Regions from separate parts of the Mus musculus genome. Here all the other regions are linked to region 2. Evidence: chromatin contacts called from public HiChIP or PLAC-seq data. All regions are on one chromosome and are shown on one strand. Each heading gives the region's core, a stretch centred on a gene start, on an enhancer-like site or on the middle of the called end of the contact. The rest is flanking DNA. Distances are from core to core; before and after follow the strand shown.

Evidence for each region. HiChIP or PLAC-seq counts read pairs in DNA pulled down with a chosen protein or histone mark.
Region 1: a contact with region 2 is called in an H3K27ac HiChIP or PLAC-seq map of trophoblast stem cells, with 4 times the contacts expected there. The contact joins two enhancer-like sites. A contact is called at or near these places in 2 of 484 Hi-C or Micro-C datasets (the HL-1 cell line and embryonic fibroblasts), 3 of 115 datasets of contacts at active chromatin or transcription factors (extraembryonic endoderm stem cells, pancreatic cancer cells and trophoblast stem cells) and 2 of 9 other capture datasets (adipose tissue and pancreatic islet).
Region 3: a contact with region 2 is called in an H3K27ac HiChIP or PLAC-seq map of extraembryonic endoderm stem cells. The contact joins two enhancer-like sites. A contact is called at or near these places in 1 of 484 Hi-C or Micro-C datasets (embryonic fibroblasts), 1 of 115 datasets of contacts at active chromatin or transcription factors (extraembryonic endoderm stem cells) and 2 of 9 other capture datasets (adipose tissue and pancreatic islet).

Annotation. Positions count from the first base shown.
Region 1 is chr16:34,106,576-34,109,594 of GRCm38.p6, forward strand. The region is part of intron 34 of Kalrn (kalirin, RhoGEF kinase); the gene reads right to left. Among named protein-coding and RNA genes, the nearest start is that of Gm41448, 12 kb to the right of the region's middle. Within about 2 kb of position 1,551, at least 12 of the 459 cell types and tissues checked have an H3K27ac peak or open chromatin away from gene starts, as enhancers often do. A contact at or near this core is called in trophoblast stem cells, where this site is marked.
Region 2 is chr16:33,877,338-33,880,067 of GRCm38.p6, forward strand. The region is part of intron 4 of Itgb5 (integrin beta 5); the gene reads left to right. Among named protein-coding and RNA genes, the nearest start is that of Itgb5, 49 kb to the left of the region's middle. Within about 2 kb of position 1,289, at least 121 of the 459 cell types and tissues checked have an H3K27ac peak or open chromatin away from gene starts, as enhancers often do. A contact at or near this core is called in extraembryonic endoderm stem cells and trophoblast stem cells, where this site is marked.
Region 3 is chr16:34,080,734-34,083,605 of GRCm38.p6, forward strand. The region is part of intron 34 of Kalrn (kalirin, RhoGEF kinase); the gene reads right to left. Among named protein-coding and RNA genes, the nearest start is that of Gm41448, 38 kb to the right of the region's middle. Within about 2 kb of position 1,583, at least 69 of the 459 cell types and tissues checked have an H3K27ac peak or open chromatin away from gene starts, as enhancers often do. A contact at or near this core is called in extraembryonic endoderm stem cells, where this site is marked.

The sequences.
Region 1 (3,019 bases), core at 301-2,800, 230 kb after region 2:
CTACCGTAGATTTATATTGGGGGCAGCAGGGACTTACGGAATCGGCCCGAGGCAGAAGGCAAGTCTCGTGGGTAGGTATAAACCTCAGTAGTAGACAGGATGAGGGAAGCCTCTTGATCTCCATGGGGGTTGCCAAGGAAGCACAGCTCTGTGCCTCCTGATGTGGGCACAACATGCTGGAGCTCATGAAGCTAGGGTAGTTGGGAAATCCTTAGTTAGGACACCTAGGCCTACTTAGCTGTGTGCTCTGGCTCATACATCCCATGTGTAGCTACCACCCCTGTGATCTTATATAGAACACAAGGGCTTGGACTCCAGGCCTTGGAGAAACTGTATTAGGTCAAAGCCCTTTCTTCATCTTGTAGACAAAGGGAAGGACTTCTCAGAGACCAGAAACAGAGGCAGGGAAGAGTGTCCTGAATGGCATAATACTGAAAATCTTTAGGGTAAAACCAGAAACAGTACCCTGGCTCCTCAGACAGCCCCAATGGGGGCTCATGCTGAAACCTGGCTTGGCCTAACAGAGGTCAGAAAAGGCACCAAGGCAGGAGGATAATCAGTTTTAAGAGTCTGCTTCTAGCGTGGCGTGCACAATGACAACTCTACTGTAAGAGACATGAACGCTGATAATCCTCCAATATACTTAAATATAGGTCAAGGTCGGCAGCCAGTCAGTGTGGATGGCAGGACCCAGACTGTCATTGTTTACAAAGAGTCTCAGCTACCCGTCACATCTCACCATCTCTTCTTACTACTCTTTATGCCTCAGGTCACTTCATTCTAAAGAGAGAGCCTGTGCACACACTAGAAAGACCAGGCTCAAAGCTGAAGAGGAACTGCTATTCCACACTGCCTCTCCAACTCATCCAGGAATCTGGGAGCCATTTTTCACCAGCTTCACGGCCATTACACAGCCCAAAAAGACACTCAACTTTCCACTCAAAACAAAGGTCTTCTCGGTGTATATCCTGTCCTTTTGGAGTCCCCTGAGGGTTCTGAGTGCCCTTTTAAGGACAAGACAGGTGGATTATAACAGGTTAGCATGAATTATAAATGGTGGCATGTGCCTGTAATCCCAGGACATGGGAGGTAGAGACAGGAGGATAAGGAGTTCAAGACCAGCCTCTACAACAGGGTAACTGAGACTAGCCTAAGCTAGTAAGGTCTTGTCTCAAAAGACAAAAACAAAACCAGAAACATACAAAGTATGCTGATTGTCAGTCATTTTTGACTATAAAAGTGTAAAGTTTATGTGGTCCGGTCTGATAAATTGTACCTCAAAGTGAAGATATTTGTTCTGTGTTTGGCACAGTTAACGTTAAGTAATTTAGGCTAACTACTTCAGATCACCGCAGGCGCTTATCTAGTTTGGAGACAGAAAACAGACATTCTTTTTAGAATTCCTAGAGGCAATTCAGGAAGGCTGGGGGAGGTAATAAAAATGACCATTTCAGCCCAAACAGCAGAATGAAGGGCTGACTGTTGGAGTAAGAACTCAGATCTGAGCAGCCTGCAGACATCCAGAGTAGAAGGCCGTGAAGTCCTTTGTCAGAGAACACCAGGTCAGAGTCTGTAAACAAGAGTCCAGGCCACATGCAGATTAAGGCTGGGCTACAGAGTTCCCATCCCAAGGATATCAAACAGGACCATCAACCCACGGACACAAATAATCACTTTAAAGAACTCAGGAGTCCTGGGTCTGACGAGCTTTATTTGAAGCATTTAATAGAAGATTTGGGGAGAGACTGCTAGGTTCTTACGCCTTATGAGAGGAGAATTGGGCAATTTGGAGATATTTATTTTATGTATATGGGTGTTTTGCCTGCATGTAAGCACATGTACCGTGTGTGTGCCTGTGGAGTTCAGAAGAGGGTGTCAGATCCTCTGTGAGTGAAGTTCCAGGTGGTTGTGAGCTACCGTGTGTGTGTGTGTGTGTGTGTGTGTGTGTGTGTGTGTGTGTGTGCGCGCGTGTGCGTGCTCGTGCTGGGAACCAGATTTGGGTCCTCTGGAAAGAGCAGTCAGCACTCTTAACTGCTGAGTCATCTCTGCAGGCCCCTAACATCTAACATTTTATATATAACGCACAGCACTTCATTCCAGAAAAGGATTGGAAGTAGACAGTGGACAGGGAGTGAGAAGAGTTGGGTGGGGATGGGAAAGGAGAACTTCCTGGCCTGGGCAGGAAGCAAGAATCTAGATTTGAGGACTAAGTGTAAGGAACTTCCTAGTGTTGGGACTACTCAAGTCTGACAGGTTCCTGGGATTATGAACCCCAGTTTCTGAGGCTTTTCCTGTCATGCCTGGCTCACCTCCTGTCGGGGCCTCTGAAGAAGGGGTCACCTATATTAGGAGAGGGGTGAATCCATCATCTTCTGCAATTCTAGGGTTCCAGAAGCCCAAGGAATCCAAATTTCCCAGGTGAAATTAAACATAATCAAGAGCCATTTGCAGCTTTTATTCTATTTTTTTTGTTTTTTTTTTAATTCTATTTTAAAAAGGGGAAGTTTTAATTCTAACTTATTTTTTATTTTTTTTTCCAAGATGGGGTTTCTCTGTGTAGCCCTGGCTGTCTTGGAACTCACTCTGTTGACCAGGCTGGTCTTGAAATCACAGAGATCTCTCTGCCTCTGCCTCCTGAGTGCTAGGATTAAAGGCGTGCGCCACCACACCCGGATCAATTACAATACTTCTGATTCAATGATTTGTTTCAGGTGCCAATAGCATTGTGGTTTGGGAAAGAATCCCATCCAGTCCTGATGAGCTTGAACTTGCTGTGTAGCCAGGATTGCCCAGGACTTCCGATCTTCCTGCTTCCACCTCCCAAGAGCTTCTGTCACAGTTCGAGCCGCTTCCCCAACAGACTGGGACCAAACCACCTGACTGTTTTTTTACTGCAGGTGTAGTATAAAGGCAGTGTTATCGTGGGGTGAGATCGTATGGGTAGTGCAGGAACCCACTGTCCACTCATGCATCACGCTCCCAAGATTCCATGAGGCAGCGGACTCTAAATTCACATATA
Region 2 (2,730 bases), core at 39-2,538:
CTGCCTCATTTGTACAAAATCTGAGGAGGGCAGAATTGTGTCTACTCTTGGCACCTCTCCTCAGGGATCCAGGCTTCTTCGGTGTTTGGATATCAGTTTTGATTCTTAGTCTCCTGCTGCCACGGAGGTGGGTGGGTGTTCTTTTTAAAGACCCCAGGCCTATTTCTCTCCATACTTTGGGGCCCAAACATCTCCCAGCTCCAGGCTAGGCTTGTTGTTGGGAGAGGTGGTGATATCCAGGCAGCCTGTGTTCTGAGTTTACCCGGTCTTGTTAGTTTCATTCTTCCATGTTGACCTAGATCCTCCTCGGGGGTCAGAAACCAACATAAAGATTGAAGAAAAAAAACAAAACAAAACAGTAAGATAAGCCAGGCAATGGTTGCACATATCATACGCCTTTAATCCTGGCAGAGGCAGGCAGATTTTGAAGCCAGCCTAGTCAATAAAGTGTTGCAGGATTTTGAGGCCAGCCTGGTCTATAAAGGGAGCTGCTTGCAGGACAGCCAGAGCTACCAGAGAAACCCTATCTCAAACAAACAAACAAACAAACAAACAAGCAAACAAACCAAAGAAGAAGAAGAAAACCCAATAAGGTAAACAGTTTTAAATACAGATGTATTCAAAGTTCCTTAAGCATAAAGAGCCACATTTTGTCATTTGCTGCGTGTAGCTTCTAGCCACAGGTAGGGCTAGCTAAATAAACTAGGTTGTGACCAGTAGTTCTCCCTCTCCAAGGCCACTTTCCGCTGGCCTCAGGCCAAGTGTTTTATTGTTGGTGCTTTGCTACTTACTGGGCGCAACAGCATCTTAATCAAAACAGATTTTGGATTTATCTGAACAGTAATCCCATCTGTTTCTTTCTGTCCCTGCCCTGATTGGGCTCCGACTCTAGTCAGACAGGGTGTGTCTGCACTCACCCAGATGCTGGGCTGGGGGCTGGCAGAGGATCAAGGCCCAGTTTGGGTGTTTAGCATCCAAATAGTCAAGGGTATTGCTCATAGCTATTCAGACTTCCTACTTGAAGCCCTCAGGCAGAAACAGTGGCAGACAGTGCTGTTCTTGACAGAGAGCACAGAGCTCTCTGAAAAGCTGTTCCTAAGACAGGAAATCAGCGAAGAAAGAGTGTGAGGAAGGAAACTTCAAATCTAAGCCATGGAAATCTCTCTTTTGTAATCCAGGAAGTACAGGATGGACACTTCAGCTTTGGGGAGCAGGCTTCCCATCCTGGGGTCCCAAGTCTCCCTAGAGAGTCCCCTTTGCAAGTTGGGAGGGACAGCACAAGCCAGGGCATGTAATCTAGCTGTCCCGCCTGGGACAACACACACAGTGTTTGCTTTCCTGTTTTAAAAGACCCATGAGTTAGTTACTGACATCTTAAAAAAGAAATCAAAACAAAACAAAACAAAAAAACCCCGATTACCCACAAATAGCCAGAATTTCTAGGCTTTTCTCCACTCAGGATAGAATACACCAGAAACATTAAGTCTGAAGAAGTACCAGGCTTGCTCTGGGGAAAAAAAGTAATGTAAGCATCAGATTGAAGACAGATCAGATTGATCACAGAGCATCTCTAGGAAGCCCCAGTACTCACTGACATATTTTCTATTGCCCGTTGTGGGACTTTTTCTTTGATTGAGCTGTCATGGAGATAATTCATGTAAAATCATCTCCATTGCTATTTATACATTTTTACCCTTTGAGTATGTTTTCCCAGGAAGCCACAGTGTTCCTTTGCCCCCTCGAAGGTGTCATTTCTACTGCCTATGACACCTCTGCGGCTGAAGTGACATGCTCTGTTTATCTAATTCTCCTCTCCTCTGAGTGCTCTGTCTCATGCTATTGACTGCGTCTGGGCGGGTACCCTGGTTCACATTGCTTAGGGCTTGATTGGCTGCGGCATCTGAGTCTGGGAGGTTCTAGCAATATCTGTGTGATTGTTTAATCTCTCCTGCTGTCTCCCTGTTCATCCACTAGTGGGTGGCAATTGGAGATTCTCATATCTAAATTTCATGTTTCTTATTTTCCCTCATGCAGCCCCCCACCCTCTGCCCCAGCTACACTGCTTCCAGGTTACAATTTTGTTCTTTCGTTTAATCTGTATACTGAAACAGTTTGGACCTCTGTGACTTTCCTATCTACAATTGTTACTTGGTTCTTTTCTCAAACCCTTGTGTTTTAGATACTATTTTTGTTGTTGTTGTTGTTGAAAACTTTTAGTTTTTGTTTTTTTGTTTTTAATTTTCTAGTAATTTCCCTTCTGGCTTTTGGCTGTCGTTCCTTCCTCTTTTTGACTGTTTCCAAAATCCTCGTCTTAGGGAGTCTCAGAGCATTCTGTTCTTGAGTGTGAGGTTTGCTGACATTCCTCCCGGCTCTCAGCCTCTCACGTGGTGTGAAATGTTTTCATTAGCTCATCTTCATTGGAGGCTGGTTTCCATCAAGGACCATATGGCCCTGGTGTCCTGGCTTCCCACAGAGCAGTTTTAATCTTTGCTGTTGTCAGGAACCTTCCATGTTTTCCTGTTCATTTCTCAGCTGAGGATTCTTTCACCATAAATGTTGTGAGTTCTCACCACCAAGGTCTAGAGTGACTTTTTAAAAGATTTATTTATTTACAATGTAGTAGTGTTCTGTCAACATGCATGCCTACACACCAGAACAGGGCACCAGATCCCATTACAGATGGTTGTGAGCCACCATGTGGTTGCTTGGAATTGAACTCAGGTCTTCCGG
Region 3 (2,872 bases), core at 333-2,832, 200 kb after region 2:
CACATACAAACATATGAAAAGAAAAAAGAAGGAAAGTTAAAAAAAAAAAAAAAGAATCCACCACATTGGCCTCCAGGGTTTGAGAGGAGACCACTCTTAGGAGAACCAGCACCTAAACTCAGCCCAAGATCTGCAGATCAATAGTGGAGAGGCTCCTACAGCCCAAAGATCAGGCAAAAGGCCCAGACAGGAGGCCCATGTCCCACATCTGTCTCCTTGAAAGCAGTGCTCACTTGTCCACCCCATCCCACTTAGGAGCTCGTTCGGAATGAAGGCCTTGTAAGGACAAAAAACACCTGGCGCTGGGGAGAACGTTACAGCCCTCGAGCTAGAGTCTGCCTGCATCCTCTGAGCTCGGGAGCCAGGAACTCTGTGTTTTCACCTAAATCCTCACAACCACCTATGTTCTCTAGAGCAGACTGTGGAAGGAACTGGCCTATGGAAGTCAGGTTACCAGACAGAGCTGGCACACTTAGGGAGCACTGATGCCAGCGAGAAACTCAGCGCTAAAAGAACTGCTCATGATTAGATCGTTTACTGAGAGCGAGAGAGCGAGGGGGGGAGAGGGAGAGGGAGAGGAAGAGAGAGAGGAAGAGAGAGAGGGAGAGAGGGAGGGAGGGAGGGAGAGAGAGAGGGAGAGAGGGAGGGAGGGAGGGAGAGAGAGAGAGAGAGAGAGAGAGAGAGAGAGAGAGAGAGAGAGAGAAGAGAAGAGACAGCTAAGCCCCAGATAGCTGGCTGGCCTACACTCCCTCCCAGTCAAGTCCACTTGTGATACTAACCAGGCATTTCCCCACAAAAGCTTTGGGCTCTTTTTTGCCTCTTAACTTCCAGTGAAGGCACTTTGTAAAGACACAGGAACTCATAGGACTGCTTGCTAAGCATCTGTCAGAGATCAGATAGAAACACAGAGATGATCCCATTGAATCATAACCTGACCCAAGGCCAGAAGCATCACACAGACGCATTCTACGGCACAGAGTGCTGAATGCGACGGACCGTACTTACACATGGGGCTAAACTGCCTTCAGTGCTCTGCTCCTAGTGCCCGTCTTGACACAGCCATTCTACAACCAGGACTTCAGACACTGGTCCCGCCCCGTCTCTGCCATATGCACCCACGGATACAGAAGAAGATGCCAACCGACTCAAGCCTGGAGCCGGTGGTGGCAAGCTATCAACATAGCACAATGAGCAGGTTGTGTATCTCTCTAACCTGTGACCGGTTGTCTTTGGATTAGGAGACAAAGGTGAACACATAATTGTAGCATAATGTTTGGCAAGTAGCCATGGCAATTACAAGCCACTGAGTTATGTCATGGACATTTTACAATGGGAGGAATCTGGGAGGGCCGGAGAGTGTGAGGGACTTTCTCTGAGCGACTCAGACAAGCTAGGATAAAGGCCAACAGTGATACCTGTGGTCCCGCCCCGCCCCCCACTGCCTCCTCATCTTCTCCCAGGGCAGCTTAGGCTCTTGGAAAGGCCCATCCCCCTCCCTTCCCCCTCCCCTCTCCCACACATACACACTCCCTGGGAACAGCCCAGCTCTGGTTTTGCTCTCAAAGCTCTGGCTTGCCTCGCTGGCAGAAGGGTCAGAGTTAAATTTAGACCTGACCACCTCCCTGGGACTGAGCCGGATCACTAGCTGTGTGAGGAGAGAGGGAGTCAGTGTAGTATGGCTGGCTGCTGACGCTCTCAAATGGAAGCACTATTTGTTAGGCTGAAGGGACAGAATTTCTAAACCAAATCACAAGGAACTGGGAGATTAAAAATTAGAAAGCTTGAAACAAACCTTACAAGGGTTGCTGAGGCTTCTGACTCTGACAGAACACAAATGAACAAGCAGGGTTGTTGCTGGCTTTTCTTTTTTTTAACCTTTGTTGTTACTATTTATGTGTATGGGTGTTTTCACTTGTGTGCATGTCTTTGTACTGCATGCATGCAGTTCCCATGGAGACCAAAAGAGGGAGTCAGATACCCTAGAACTGAAGTTCCCAGACAGTTGTGAGCTGACAAGTGGGTGCTGCACATCAAACCCAAGACTTCTTGGACTTAACTGCTCAGCCATGTCTCTAGGCCTATCCCTGAACTGACTTAGAACAACGGCCCACAATCAGATCTACAATGTATCCAAAGAGGGGTCCCTAGACACACCTGAGATGGGGGCCATAACTGTGGAGGTGGTGGGTCCTGGGAGAGGCAGGAGCTGTGGATGGCGAGACCTCAGGACAGAAGCTGATCCCCGCCTTTGGGTGAGTGGGATGGGTGGGTGCTCAGGATGAGTGGGAATGGCCAAGGGAAGAGGCAGGGAATGGGAGTCTGCTGTTTTTAATTTAGATCCCAGTGGTAAGCTACCTAAGATGAAGCTTCAGGTCACAGGTTGACAGTTCCACAGGGACAGAGGTCATAAAGTAAAGGTGCCACCATGGCCCTTTGTGGCCAGAGAGCACAGATGCTCAGGGTCTGCAGAGTAAAGGCTTCCATGTGAGTACCTTGTCCCCTTCCCTCCCTGTGCTGCCCAGGCTGGCCTTGACCTCCTGGCTTCAGTCCCAGCGTTAGGACTGTGGTGTGACACTGTGCCCAGTCTATCCGAGCTACTGAAATAAAGCAGCTTCAAGCAAGGTACCCAAACTGGAACTCCACACAGCCATATCTGGCCCTGTGCACTTTGGCTGTATTCTCTTTGTGGTTTCCCATAATACTTAGCAAGGCCTTTTGGAAAGACTCCTTTAATAGGACCCAGAGTTCACACAGTGTGTTAGGGGCCCAATGAAAGGGAGCAACAAAACTTTTGATATTTATGTTACTCTTTCAGACAGGGCCCCAGTTGCCCAAATAAAATCCATCTCCACACCCTGCCAAGGGACAGTCT